Linked DNA regions of Mus musculus: region 1 is linked to region 2. A link is a contact called in public Hi-C data. All regions are on one chromosome and are shown on one strand. Each heading gives the region's core, a stretch centred on a gene start, on an enhancer-like site or on the middle of the called end of the contact. The rest is flanking DNA. Distances are from core to core; before and after follow the strand shown. Region 1 holds the start of Rdh10 (retinol dehydrogenase 10 (all-trans)). Region 2 holds the start of Slco5a1 (solute carrier organic anion transporter family, member 5A1).

Evidence for each region. A called contact is a pair of places that touch in the nucleus more often than the background predicts.
Region 1: a Hi-C map of B cells shows a contact between it and region 2, with 6 read pairs. The contact joins the promoter of Rdh10 here to the promoter of Slco5a1 in region 2. A contact is called at or near these places in 1 of 39 promoter capture datasets (pre-B cells) and 1 of 484 Hi-C or Micro-C datasets (B cells).

Annotation. Positions count from the first base shown.
Region 1 is chr1:16,103,091-16,110,277 of GRCm38.p6, reverse strand. Rdh10 (retinol dehydrogenase 10 (all-trans)) reads right to left here and starts at 4,396. Exons shown (of 6, transcript NM_133832.3): 1 at 3,972-4,396; 2 at 2,248-2,483. The coding sequence starts at 4,260. Rpl7 (ribosomal protein L7) reads left to right here and starts at 5,845. Exons shown (of 7, transcript NM_011291.5): 1 at 5,845-5,913; 2 at 6,594-6,768; 3 at 6,944-7,110. The coding sequence starts at 5,900.
Region 2 is chr1:12,986,450-12,993,799 of GRCm38.p6, reverse strand. It overlaps Slco5a1 (solute carrier organic anion transporter family, member 5A1), which reads left to right and starts at 2,665. Exons shown (of 9, transcript NM_172841.2): 1 at 2,665-4,220. The coding sequence starts at 3,305.

The DNA.
Region 1 (7,187 bases), core at 3,147-5,646, 3.1 Mb before region 2:
TAGGAAGGTGCAGCTCACCCTTGGTACACGATCCAGAGTAAGAATTGATGCAAGTCCTTCCTTATGTTAGGAAAAGACCCAACGACGAACTTGTACAACCTGCATCCATTCACAGGAGGCTGTAGATTTTTTTTCTTAACACTCTAAATCAGCACTTATTTCATAGAATGTCTAGAGAAGATTTGCTACTGCTCTATGGTATTGAACTGAAGGCTATATGGCTTCTTTAAAAACCTGGATATAGGGGCTGGAGAGATGGCTCAGTGGTTAAGAGCACTGATTGTTCTTCCTGAGGTCCTGAGTTCAATTCCCAGCAACCACGTGGGTAGCTCACAACCATCTGTAATGGGATCTGATGCCCTCTTCTGGAGTATCTAAAGACAGCTGCAGTGTACTCCTATACATAAAATAGATTTTTTTTTTAAAAAACCTGGATATATTTACATTTTTATAAGTTATCAAAATAATTTTGCACAGAACAGTCAAGATGGTGAAACTTGAGGGAACTTTGTGAGGGTAAAAGTTTATAGTTAGGAAACCTCGCACCATCTCAGACAAAGGTTGAGGAAATAAAAATCCGTGTCTCTGGCTCATACTAACCTTCTAATGGTTGCATAGGTTTTTAAGACTGACAAGTCAACTGGAATCAGCATGGCAGCTCAACCACATCTCAAAAATGGAAGCAATACTCTCCCCGAGACTTGTTTGTTTTGGAGACAGGGTCCTGCTATTGTAGCCCTGGAATTCACTGTGTTAGCAGACTAACCTTGACTCATAGATTCAGCTGCCTCTGTCTCCTGAGTGCTGAGGTTAAGGGTGTGTGTGGCCACCACTGGCCCAAGCAAGGGCCAGACCTATTATTCAGAATTATAAACATATAGTATTGTTGACAAGTTGTCCTGTCAGGTCCATTCAGTTGGCTGTGACACATAATGACTGTTCTTGCAGCAGCAAAAAGCTTGTCTGTTGCTCAATTCATCTACCGCACACCGAGTACACGTGTGCTTGTCCCTCCTGTGTATGGTGATCTTATTCATTTAAAAAAAAAAAAAAAAGCCTTGACCAGAGACCTCAGCTTATTCATATGTTTATTTCTAGAAGCTTGGAAATAAACTATATAAAGCTTGCGTTTCCAAATAAAACATTAGGATAAGCTTCACGCAGGACCAGAGAAGAGGCCTGATACTGGATAAGTGACGTCTGAACACTTCCAAAGCCAGATTAAGTTTTTAAGCAGTAGCTTAAAAATTAATGAGGTTTAATGTGACCTATTTAGGAGAAACAGTTCTTTGTTGACTTCTATGAGATGATGTCTCTGCCTATGAGAGTATAATGCTATCCTCTACCTTCTCTTCCTCTGCCCCTCGGTGCTAGGAATGTAACCCAAGGCATGCACATATTCGGTTAGCACTCTGCCAGTGAGCTACCCCAGTCCTCCCTATCCCTTTTACTGGATTACTTTTCTGTCTATATAAGTAAAGGGAAAATAATAAAAAGGAAAAAGTATAAAATGGATCAACACTGCATGCACAGAATTAAAGGGGAAACTTCACATCTACCTTGACTGACAATCTAGCTAAAACGCTGGTGTTATGGTAGCCCTCTGGCAACAGAAGACCCTCCCCACCCCTGGATGCTGCAGGAGCTCCAAGAGCTAAAGGCAAACATAGTTTGCCTTTTGCATAGTTCATGGCTCGCCAGACCTCCTAAGTCCCCTGTCCTTTCAAGATGACTCCTCATTCAAGAGAGGGTGAGCCTACAAAGTTCTGAGATGCCCACCACCTGAACAGTGTGGATGGCTGGTGGATGGTAAGTAGCTGCCAGGGTGGCCTAATCACTCCCAATGAACCACAGATGCTGATCTCAGATGTCTAGGACTTTCTAAAATGTGGCTGAGCAGTAGTTTGGAAGCCTAACCCCTGACTTTACGAATTCATAAGAACCAGGGTTTTATAAACTCAACAGAAAGCTAAATAAACAAAACTAGGGTTTATACTCCCTCTTGTTATTTTTACAGCAATCTTTCAAACTAGTTCCCATAGTCAATTTCTGCCTTCTTAAGAAATACTGAAAGAGGAGCAGTTTAAAATTCTCATCAGACATTGTAACCCAGCATGTGGGGACAGCTCATTAGACAGGCATCTCATGCAGAAGACTGAGATGGCTTCCATGCTGGCATGTGCTCCTCTTCCCAGCCTTTTCATTGAGGAGGGTCCAGGGAACAAAAACAAAGATGTTTATATTTACCCAGAAGTGTGCGTGGCAGTTGACCATCATGGTTCTTTCAATGAGCTCATCAGGACATTCCAGAAGGTGATGTCCAGAAACCACACCAGCATTATTGACCAGGACCGAGACCTCGCCAACCTCCTTGCGGACCCTTTCAGCTGTCAGGTAGACATTCTCTCTCTTCCCCACGTCACAAGTGTAGGTAAAAACCTGTAAGTTACACGGGGGCAGGATTTCCTCCTCACCTTTTCCAGCTGTCCTCAGAAGTCCGGATGAGGGGAGAATGAAAGAAAGAAGGGTTGCAGAAAGTGAGCCACAAGGCAGTCAGTAGGAGAGAAATCATACAAAGCAAAATACTACAGTGAGCTTCAAATTTCTAACACTGTAATGCCTGCCAATAATTCAGCTTACAGCTGCCTTCCTCCCCTGAAAGTCTTTGGGAATTACAGCAATTTACTGGACAACCTTGCTTAGGGGAAAGTCATGTAATTGTGGCAAGTCCAATACAAGTAGACCACATGGGATCAACTTGCTGGAGCTAGACACCTGCAAAGAACTGATCTCAGCCCAGAGAATAACACACATTGCAGATGGGGGTGGGGAGGAAGCTGGTGGCCAGAGAGAGCTCTGCTCTCAAAACAGAAATTCACTTTAAGGCTCACAAATCCAAACTGTAAGCAACAATCTAAACTCATTCAAAGCCAAGCAATGAATGAGCAGTTTCTAATGAAAGAATGCAAGTCACTGGTTTAATTTTAAACTGATTCCCCTAAGAATTAATCTCACAGATAAAGTTTAGAGGTTAATAATATGCAAGTGTACCACATTAGAGTCCAAACAGCATCGAAATCAAAATCTCTTCTCTAAAGCATTGCTTTTAAGATTGGGTAGGGAGCACAAATGCCCAAATTTGTTGCCTCTCCACACTAGCTTTGAAAATGTAACATTTTGAACCTTACATAAAACACACAGCTTCTGGTAAGTTTGGTAACAAATGACAGGTATATGGGAGAATGGAGCCCAAGTCAATTTAGCCACCAATTTTCCTAGAACAGTATCTATAGTGGGTCATGATCTCTACTTAGGCTTTAAAAAAGTTTCAGGCGCAAACTAATTGTTAAACACATAAGATGTAGATTGGGGTGCCTCCAAATCATGAGAGAAATTTTGCAAAAGGCGGGGGGGGGGCGGGGGGGGGCGAGAGAAAGCACTTTCTCAAGAGGAAGGGAAGCACTCATATTTACTCAGGGTTAGTAACTAAAGCACTTACTTAAGGCTGGGGAAACAATGTAATTATTTTCCAGGAGCTAAAGTTATAGTGAAAGGATCTATAGCGCCCAAGTCTAAGCAGCTCAGACCTCACAGAAACAGATAACTGTTTCAGTCCACTGTGGAAACAACTTCTCAAGACTCTCTATCTTCCCATCATGCCACATGCAAATCAGACTGAGAAATTACTTTTGGACCCAAACCTGCGGTAGCAAGTTCCCCCTGTCTTACACTACTCGCAGAGTTTAGGAAACCTCAGCTTGGGACCGAAGAAACAGGATCTCCTATGTTTTGCACGCTTTCAGTCTTCTAACACAGAAAACCTTGCTCTCTTATCAAGGGGCAAATTCCACTCGCCTTCCAGAAGACCAGCGGGGTGTTCCTTTCCGGGAGAGCGAGGCTGCCCATGACACTAGGCAGTGGAGACCCTCCGGGCTGGGGAGATGTTTGACTCAACAATACACAGGCATTACCTTGCAGAGCAGCAGCGTCGGCCGCCTCCAGGTCCCGGTAGATGTGGCGAACCATGCCTGCGGTCTCCTCATTGCTCTGCGTGTTGATGTCCCAGAGAACCAGCAGCGCCCGGCGCCGGGCGAACTCGAGAGCAAAGAGGCGGCCCAGGCCGCTGCCCGCGCCCGTGATGAGGCACACCTGGCCGGCCACGCTCTTCTCCTTGGGCCGCACCAGCCAGCGCGCCGCGGCCAGCACGAACGCCCACAGCACTTTGAAAGTGACCACGAAGAACTCCACTACGATGTTCATCGCGACGCCCCGGGTCCCGCAGCAGCCCAGCACCGTGTCCTCACTCTCCCTGCGCCAGACAGCCCAGCTCCTGGCCCCGGAGGCGCTTGTCACCGCGATCCGGACGCGAAGGCTGCGCCCGGAGTCCGCCCCCGAGGTGCTGCGGGGCTGAATTGCGCGGGGCCAGTTCCGCCCGGGCTCGGCGCAGTGGCCACGGGCTGTGCCTGCCGCTGCTCCCGGCTCGGCGCCTCCTGCTGGCGGCCGCCTGTTTGTCCCACAGCGTCCGTCCGTCCGTCCAGTCCCGCTGCAGCGGCGGTGACAGCCGCGAGTTAGGCGACGCGCGCTGCCCTCATGGCCAAGCCGCCGCCGCCCGAACGTCCCCGGCGCTGCTGCAGCGGCTCCCCGTCTTCCTAGGACAGGGGTGCGCCGAGCGGATGCGTCGGGACGCGGGAGTTGTCAACTTGACTCAAGTTGCGGGAGGGTGCGGGCAGCGCCGGGAAGGGCCGACTTGCGGGGCGCACGCGAGGGCTGCCAACCGCTCGAGCTGCCAGCGCGACTCGGGTCCCCTGCCCTGCACTCGCGCCGCTGTCACTCGGGCACGGGGCCCCGCAGCGTCTGAGCGTTCCCAGCCGGCTCTGAGGTAGCTCCACACTCCGCGCTATATAACCCACCGCCGGGAAGCGCCGGCCGCTGCAGTGGCATCGGCCCTCCCTCAGCTCGGCCCTCCCCGCCCCCGGTCGCACCCCGCCCCCGGCCCAGCCTCCCCTCCCCGCTCGCCCTCCCGCCGGCCGCCCCACCGCGCGGGGCAGCCCCTCTTCCACGACCGCGGCCGAAGGCTCCCGCCCTCGTCGTGCCACTCTTCGCGGCTCACGCCCCCTGCTGAGGGTCGCCGTGGCTTGCGCCTGCCGGGTCCCGCAGCAGCGAACCCCCCCATCCTCCTCGGACCTTCGGGTCATCACTCTTCCCGGTCTCGCTGCTTTCGCCAACCGAGGGACTGTGGACCTGGCGGCCGATGATCAGGCGCTGCGGAAGACAGCCCGGCAGTCGGGCGGAAAAAGGACCTCGGCAGCGCAGCCGAGGTGGGGGAGCAGGGCTGCGTGGCCACGGGCCGCAGAGAGCCGGAGGAGGTGACAGACAGTGATTTCATAGCTCAGCTAGCCGCTGAGGACGTGAAGCCTCATACTCTAGTGAGCCTAATGGGAATCACCGCCGCGAAGGCTGCCCAGAGTGTCGGTCAACGTCGCCCTCCAGCCCCGCGGGTTATGCAGCGACGCATGCTGGGACTTGTAGTTCACATCCCTGAACATGCCTTTTGGGTCCAACGAATTCCGCAGAGCCTGACCCTAGGGTTGTCAACGCAACCTGGAGAAATTAAGCCCAGAGCTGACGAGGTGTCCCCACTCTATTCATTAAAAAAAAAAAAAAAAAAAAAAAAAATGTATTCAGTGCATTTGTTTTCCGATGAGTTTTACCATAAAGTTGGCTGGCCGTGACTAAGCCAAGCTGTTCATTTTGCGCCAGCAAAGTGCAAAAATCTCAATTCTAGATTATTTTCCGGCTTATCTCAGGACAGCTATAAGGCGTGGGGCTTCGCGCCCTGAGACCTTTAAGGAGACAGTGCGCATGCGCCACCTTTCTCTCTTCTTTTCCGGCTGGAACCATGGAGGCTGTTCCGTAAGTCGATTCTTCTCTCCCCCAGAATCCTTCTCCATCCCCCAAACTAGAGGCATTTTGTCTCACTTTTCCTGTATCTGAGTGTAGCCTGGAACCACTGCCTGCCTGTCTGGGTGTTTGTGACGCCGTGTGGTACTAGGAGGGAGTGCGGGGGGCCTCCGCGCGGAGGCCTTGGCAGTACCAGGAGCAAACTGAGGGCAGACTGCGGATCCGGCTACTTGGGCGGAGGTCCGTTCTTCGGTAGAATGTATTCCGCGGAATCATGGAACGAGATCCTTTGTAGCTAAAGTTATCTTAGCCGGCTGCTTACCGGCAGCCTCCTGCATATGGAGCTTGAGACTTGATCGAGGATCAGTGAGTCCTGGAACCCAAAAAGTGTGCAGTACAGTTTTTTCAGTGTGACTTGACAACTTGTAACAATTCACAGGCCAGGACTGATGGCTGGGGTTAGGCATAAATCTCTTTAATGTCATACATGTTTACCTTTAAGTAAGGTGTGTATAACGTGAAGGTTGTGGGCATGAACGCTGCATCTCCAGTAGAGCTTTCGGGAACGACGGAGATGCTAGATGCTGCCGGTTTGAGTGGGTGACAGTTTTAACGTAGTTCTGAGCACCTAGTGTGTGTGATACATCACCAGGAAGTTTTTTGACCTACTAGTAATTCTCTACAAACAACAGAGAGAAGAAAAAGAAGGTTGCCACTGTGCCAGGAACCCTTAAGAAAAAGGTTCCTGCTGGGCCAAAAACTCTCAAGAAAAAGGTTCCCGCTGTGCCAGAAACCCTCAAGAAAAAGCGAAGGAATTTCGCAGAGTTGAAGGTGAAGCGCCTGAGGAAGAAGTTTGCCCTGAAGACAGTAAGTAAACTTTGGAGGTCTTTAGTGGGCCAGGGAGCTTATTGGGACTGAGCGTGGGGTGAGATTGAAGAGAGATCTTCCTGGTTTGATATTCTCAAGTCATCCTTGTATAAAACTGATGCTGTGCTCTGTTTCAGAGCCAAGAATTATGACTGACTGGCCATTGGTTTTTCAGCTTCGAAAGGCAAGGAGGAAGCTCATCTATGAGAAGGCAAAGCACTATCACAAGGAGTACAGGCAGATGTACCGCACTGAGATTCGGATGGCCAGGATGGCAAGGAAAGCTGGCAACTTCTATGTGCCCGCAGAACCAAAGCTGGCCTTTGTCATCAGAATTCGAGGGTGAGTTCACTTTGCATCGTGTTCTGGCAGCAATGGCTGTATTGTGCCTGCCCTTAGGAAGGGGGCCGAGAATTACG
Region 2 (7,350 bases), core at 1,416-3,915:
CCTTTCTATTCTACCCTTTCCTATAGGCCATAGGTATTTTAACTGACAAGATGATGCATCCATACAATACCAAGATGTTGTCTCTACAGAGGAAGACTGCTGTTTGATAATGGACTAGCAATAGACAGCCCTTAAGATTGTTGGGGTTTTTTTTTGTTTTTGTTTTGTTTTTTTCAAGATAGGATTTCTCTGAGTAGCCCCTGGCTGTCCCGGAACTCACTCTGTAGACCAGGCTGGTCTGGAACTCAGAAATCTGCCTGCCTCTGCCTCCCAAGTGTTAGGATTAAAGGCGTGTGACACTACTGCCCGTCTCGTGTTTTGATTAGACTCTGTTCACCACTCAAGTGTGAGATCTGACCCCTCCCACAGCATCCCCCGCCACCCCATCGGCCTAACTAGGCTAGCCACTTCTACTTTCTCAACCTGTTTTCTGTCTCCCTGCCTCGTCACATATCAATATGTCTGTCTCTGTACTCACAACAGTCCACCACTATTGACAAAGCTATTTCTGGTAAGAAAGGCAGAATGCCATGGCCCCTTGGGACTGACAGTACACAAGTCACGAACCCCCTGTGTCCTGTTCCCTGCCGCTCTTGAGAAAACTGATTTACTTGTAGTGCCATGCCTCTGTGCCTTTGCAAGTGCCCTTCCTGATCCGGACAGGAAAGTGAATGGGTGTCTAGTTCTGCAGTCGCACACTGTATAGAATGAACTGTATAAAATCCTTTTACGTGGATATTTTGGCGGGGGATGGGAGAGGGCAAGACAAGTTTCCCTAACATTAGGGATCTTGTTCCACTTTGGTCCCCAGAATCTGCTATGGTAGAAAAGACATGGTGTGTGGTGAACATGGTAGAAGCCAATAGAAGTATTTCACATGAGATGGTCTTTCTGTCCACCTTGGTGACTTAAAGACACCCGCACCCTTGGGGCTTCAGTGCGGTTCGTCTTCCCACTGTACAGATGAAGGGCAGCGGGGTGGCTGGTTGCCTGAGGGCTGGGCTGGGTGGCTGCCCGCGCGCCTGCGCCCTCTGCTGCTCCGGTCCTGGCGCGTCTCTGTGCGTGTGTGTCTGCCTGGGGAGAAGAGGCTTGGGTGACAGGCCAGAGGTTGGGGGAAGAGTTAGCCAGCTCGACTCGCAGTCTCACTCCCTGATTTCTCGGCGGCGGGACCGAGACGGTCTCCGCAGGCGGCTGGCCCATCTTCCCCCACCGCTGCCGTCCTACAGCGGCTGATCCTCTCCCAGCCCGGCAGATTGGTCGTCACCCTCGCTAGTGAGTTGCGAAAGCTTGTGCGCCTAGCAGAGCGGCGAGCTGTGCCTGGCGGTTCTGTCCTCCCACCGGCTGTGTGTGTGTGTGTGTGTGTGTGTGTGTGTGTGTGTGTGTGCGTGCGCGCGCGCGGAGGGGATGTCCCTAGGATTCCGCGTTGGTTCCGAGAGCTCGGGGCGGGGATCCGCGTGTCCATCCCATGCGAGTCTGCGTCGCGATGCGGCTGCTCCCTCAGCCAGGGGCTCCGACGCCGGGATTCCCCAGCTCGGCGTGCAGCCACGGGTGGAGTTCCCCGGGAAGGCGCAGGGGTGAGCGGGCGGAGCCCAAGTGCCGGCTTGCAAGCCACTGGCAGTCCGGTCCTGAACAATACTGGGAGATGTTGTAGCCGCCTCTCTCATCTTTTTTCTTTTCGCAGCAGCATCACAAAAGCTCAGAACGAAACCCAACGCAGCAGAACCCCAATGCCTCCCATCTGGTGCACTTCGCCGCCGGGGCAGGAGGAGTATAGGGTTCCCCAAGATTAGGGATGGGGTTTACAGCGGAGGCGCACCTGTATTAGCGCTCGCTGAATTCAAACCAAGCGCTGGCTCGCACAAAGTGAACTCGTGTGTGTGTGTGTGTGTGTGTGTGTGTGTGTGTGTGTGTGTGTGTTATACTTCAGGCCTTCGCACACCTCACGCTCTCAGGGTGTGCTTGGCAAATAGCACACCTCCGGGCCGGCGTGCCTGTGTTGAGCCGTTTCGGTGGGCTCCCCGCGCACGCTGTGCCAGCTTGCCAGCGTCTCTTTGTTTGGTGTGGCTTCACTCAACCATTTGCAAAGCAAATTGATTTTCGGTTTCGCTCAACCTTGCGCTCTGGGACTTAACGTGGGCCACAGCCTCGAATGCCCTCGTTACTTGTAATTGAATATAGTTCTTTCCGGCAAGGGGCTATTTTTAGTGTAGAGAATAACCACGCAAGCATGTTGATCCCCTCCCCCCACGCGCTGTCTTTGACTTTAAGTAGGTGTTTGATGGAGCGGACGCATTCACATCTCGTCGCGCACACGTGCCAGTGTACAAGTGTGCACACATATTTCTACACGTAGTTTTCTTTCTACCGCTTAAAAATGTATTTTAAAATTTGAGACCAGGAATGTATTGTGTGCTTGTAAAAGGAAAAAAAAAACTTTCCTTTGTTCTTCTGGGAATCTTCTATTTTGAGTCATGGAGTAGGAGTACCAGAAGGTTGCTATTAGTTCACTCGAATAAAAGACACTGCCTTCTGAGTCAGAGCTGCCAGGCTGATAATTATTAACATATAAAAGCAAACGCACTGTTTAAGGCAAAAGGGGCGGGGCGGGGGCAGGCCCGCCGCAGACAATGAGCGAGAGTCTTGGCGGACCGCCTGCTGCTCATTGTTCCGGGACTTGAGGCTGCAGTCTCTGCAGGTCCCTCCTGCACGGTTCAGCTCCTGGCTAGCACCTCGGTCCCTCTGGGGTCCACGAGGTTACTTAGCACTAGTCACCGGACCCCGGGTTGCCAGCCCCAAGTGCATCCGTCCCTCTGACCATCAATTCTCTGCTTTACAGGTCGGCAGCTTCACGACCCTGTGTGTCACAAGCCTTGCGGTGGGCACCGAACACCCCTGGAGCCACAAAGTGGGATGTTGTTCGGACAGTTGCGCTAAGAGACCCCACACTGGGCCCAGGTCGCTCTAGCTTCTGGCCACCGTCTGAGAGGCGGCGGCGGAGGGGATGAGCACCGGACGCGCAAAGCGCCTACCGCGAGCTATCCCTGAGAGTGGACACCAAGCAGGACTCCTCGAAGGACCGCGTGGACCTTTACCTCCCCCGGTACAAGGTGGCTTCTTGTTGTGCCTCGGGTCAGGATGCTCTGGGCACCTCCCTGCTGCTGAGATGTTTTGCTTCCAGGCTCTGCCATCCCCAGCCCGGGTCTCAGGAGGAGACGACTGAGTGGGCCGGGCATCAGCCCCTCGTTCAGGTGGATGAAAAGTGCCGGAGGCCTTATATGGAATCAGCGATCACATTTTAAGAGCCATGGACGAAGGGGATGCGCAGTCTCGGGCCCAACAGCAGCTAGAGGCACCGTCTTCGGTTGGAGCTGTCCAAGAGAAGTGCGAGTCAGAGTCCTTCAGGTCTAAGAGTTTACCGGTCCTGCACAGCGCCTCCTGCCGGCAGAATTTCAGTGCTGGGAATGCAGATGGCAAACTGGCCTTGGGTTGCAATGAAGCTCCAGGTCGCCAGGAGACGCATCTAGGACGGAACTTGATAGTCCCCAGCCCTTCTGCTCCATCCACTTCGGCAGGCACTACAACGGAACTCATGGACTGTAACCACAGGATGGACCCCAGCAAAACTGTGTCAGTATCTTCCACTTTGGCCACACTCCAGGAGAGAAGGTGTCTCTACGTGGTCCTTACGGATTCTCGCTGCTTCTTAGTGTGCATGTGTTTTCTGACTTTCATCCAGGCGTTAATGGTCTCTGGGTACCTGAGCAGTGTCATCACCACCATCGAAAGGCGCTATAGCTTGAAGAGTTCTGAGTCAGGGCTGCTGGTCAGCTGCTTTGATATAGGAAACCTGGTGGTGGTGGTGTTCGTCAGCTACTTTGGTGGCCGTGGGCGAAGGCCCCTATGGCTGGCAGTGGGTGGACTTCTTATTGCCATCGGGGCTGCGCTCTTCGCTTTACCTCACTTTATCTCACCCCCCTATCAAATCCAAGAGTTGAACGCTTCGGCCTCCAACGATGGCCTTTGTCAGAATGGCAACTCCACAGCCATCTTGGAGCCTCCTCCCTGTCCCAAGGACTCGGGAGGAAATAGTCACTGGATCTACGTGGCTTTATTCGTTTGTGCACAGGTTCTCATTGGAATGGGCTCTACACCGATTTACACCCTGGGACCAACCTATTTAGATGACAACGTCAAGAAAGACAATGCATCCTTGTACCTAGGTAAGACTTGGAATTCTCAGGCATGTAGTTGGCTCACAGTGACATTCTTTTTCTTCCCCAGTCACAAAGGAACACAACCTTTTGTGTTTTCAAGTATATTAAGCATTATGGTTCATTCCTTTTGAGTCCTGCTTTTGGTGTAGTATGTTTTCAGTTTGGGATAAAGAGCTCTTTGAAATAATTTCACAGTTGTCTTTTCTCACCAATACAAAGGCTGAAAAATAGGACAGCACAGGGCCCGTTCCTCTTGTTGTTCACTTTTGGGGAACCTCTATTTGTCAAGTTTATCTTCTAAGCTTTCTTTCCAAGAAATGACCAGAAAGGAGGAGAGCTCACCAGCAGTTTTGAGTCATTGCTTTGCATTGTTACATCTGTTTCTCATCCCTAAAAGCAGATGATGGGGTAGCCAGACCACATATGCTATGTCACTTCACTTCCAAACTCTATTCTGAACATGTCTGATCACCCAGCACCAACAAAGCCTGAAAAACAGTAGATGAATAAGTTATGTCTGCCCACGAGGAAGCAACAGCATGGGCCATGGATTTATCCAAGGCTGTTTTCATTGGGCTTAGAAGACCTCAGTTACTGGAGTTTGTGAGAGTTCATTACTGTCTTCTGAAGAACACAGGCTCTTGGGTTTCATTCCTTGCCTTTCATTTAAGAGCACAGCAGACAGAGGTGTTTGGGATAAGTTCCGGGTATCCATGGGAGGTCAGCCAGGTATGCACAGGGCTAACCGAGTTTCTAGATGTAACTTTGGTGGTTGTCAGCATCTCTCTGTAGTTAGTAATTGCTCCTTCTAAAGTGCACTAAAAGATGGTTTTGAACCCCTGGAAAGGATCAGTGTTGTTAGACCAGTTAATTGCTCTCTGTTCTGTTTTGCTGGAGTCCACCTAACACTTAAAACACCTAAAGGCACTCTGTGTGTGTGTGTGTGTGTGTGTGTATACATCTGTGTGTACACCACAGGACAACCTTGGATGTTGTCTTCTCTCTCTCTCTCTCTCTCTCTCTCTCTCTCTCTCTCTCTCTCTCTGTCTCTCTCTTTCTCTCTCTTTCGTTCCTGGCTTAGAATTCACCAAGGAGCTCACCTATGTGGCTGTTTAGTAACTTCTTAGCTATGTGTTGGTAGATTCCTTGATGTCTGAATGAGATTTTCCAAGAGAGTGAAGAAGATGGTCAGCTTAGAAGGGCTGTACTTTGTCTTTAGTTTACCCACTGCCCTTGGAGTTACTAACTTAACTTTGTTAGTAAATATACGCACAAATGGTAAAATAAGTATCAATATACCCACTCACTAGACTTAATAATTCCTTATTTTATCAACTGTGTATGGTGGCCAATACCTGTAATTCCAGCACTAGGAAGGGTGAGGTAAGAGCATTGCTATGGTTTTTAAGGTCACCCTGGGCTACATGGCGAGTACTAGGCCAACCAGGGCTACATGGTAGATACTGTCTCAAACAACAACAAAAACTCCACTTTGTCATGCTTAAAAGAATCTCCGTATGTGTGTGTATATTTGATGTGGGGAGCTTACTAGCATCTCCCCAATATGTGTGTATATATTTGACATGGAGAGCTAAGCTAAGTGTGTAGGTACCACTAAGCTTCATTGTGCCTCTTCTAGAAATAAGGGTATTCTGGGATTGGAATGTAGCTGAGCTGTAGAGTACTTGCCTCATGAAAGATGCTCTGGAATTGCTCTCTAGAACTACCAGTAAGTAGGTAAACAAACAGGGAAACAAATAAATGCATTCTTTTCCATACTGACAGATGTATCCACATGGTAAGAAAGTTAAGAACTAGTTCCTAATATTGTCAAACACCTTTCCAAATTCAAATTTCAATTGCCACCCGAATTCTTTTATAATTACTAATGTTAAACTCAGGAATTCCTCAAAGGTCATTTATTAATATAATTACATTTGGCCATTTGCCATTGTAGCTTTCATAATGGAGAAAATACCTCAACCTGTGTGTGTGTGTGTGTGAAGTTGACCTTTTGACTTTTTTGAAATAATTATAAATTGATGACTGCCTTAGGATACATTTTTTAAGGAAACTCCACCATAATTCTGACTTACATTAAATTAATTTTAGTAATCAATACAAGATTTTTTTTCTTAGAAAGAGGCTCACAGTGGAACCCAGGCTGGCTAGGATTCATTAAGTTTGTAGTCTAGGCTGGCTTTGAACTTTCAATACTTTTGCCTCAACTTCTTGGGTGCTAAGGTAACAGGCACATACCAACACGCCTGATCAAACCCTTTCAAATGGGCTTTATAGGTTCTTTCTGAACGAATTACGATCAGGAGACTAGTGTTTTCCAGACTACAAGCAATGTTACCCAGTCAGAATGTAGGGATTCCTTTCCAGTGAGTAATGAGGGGAAAACACCTCATGTTATTTCTTCACAAAGCTGTTGTCTGCGTTATCCATCTCCTTCCTCTCTTTTCTGACCTTCCTAGTCAGTCTTTCCAGAAAATAGCAACAACAAACCTAATGCCAGATAGCCCCTTAGAAACTGGGGGCAGGAGCAAATATCTGAAGTAACATTAAAACACCAGTATAATGGATGGGGATGTAACTGTGCACCTTCATCTTGGCAAGGCTCCATGATAGCATCCGAGGGTCTAACTGAAGAAGAAATGAAGTCACAGATTCGACAGTGGGGCTTCTACCCACTAACAACTCTGACTCCACTGTGAGGATATAGCCTTAGTGTTGGCTTTGAGTATAGAGAAAACTTTGTCAGTATGAGCAATAAGTTGGGTAGGAAACTAGCCCATGGTTTGTAAATTTATCTCAGAGTGTGGTGTATGTGTGTGTGATACTATGTTGGAAATATATATATATATATATATATATATATATATATATATATATATATATACACACACCACAGGGAAAGGAGAAAAAATGGACACCAAATGGAGATAGAAAGAATGGATGCATTTCTAGAATAGTCAATGGTGGAGCTGGCAAGATTGTTTAGTGGTTAGAGGCACCTGCTGCCAGGTCTAATTTCTGGGACTCACTTTGTGGAGGAAGAGTTACTCCTAAAAGTTGTCATCTGACTTCCACACACACGTTTTGTCACATGCTTCCCCCCTCACCACAGTGA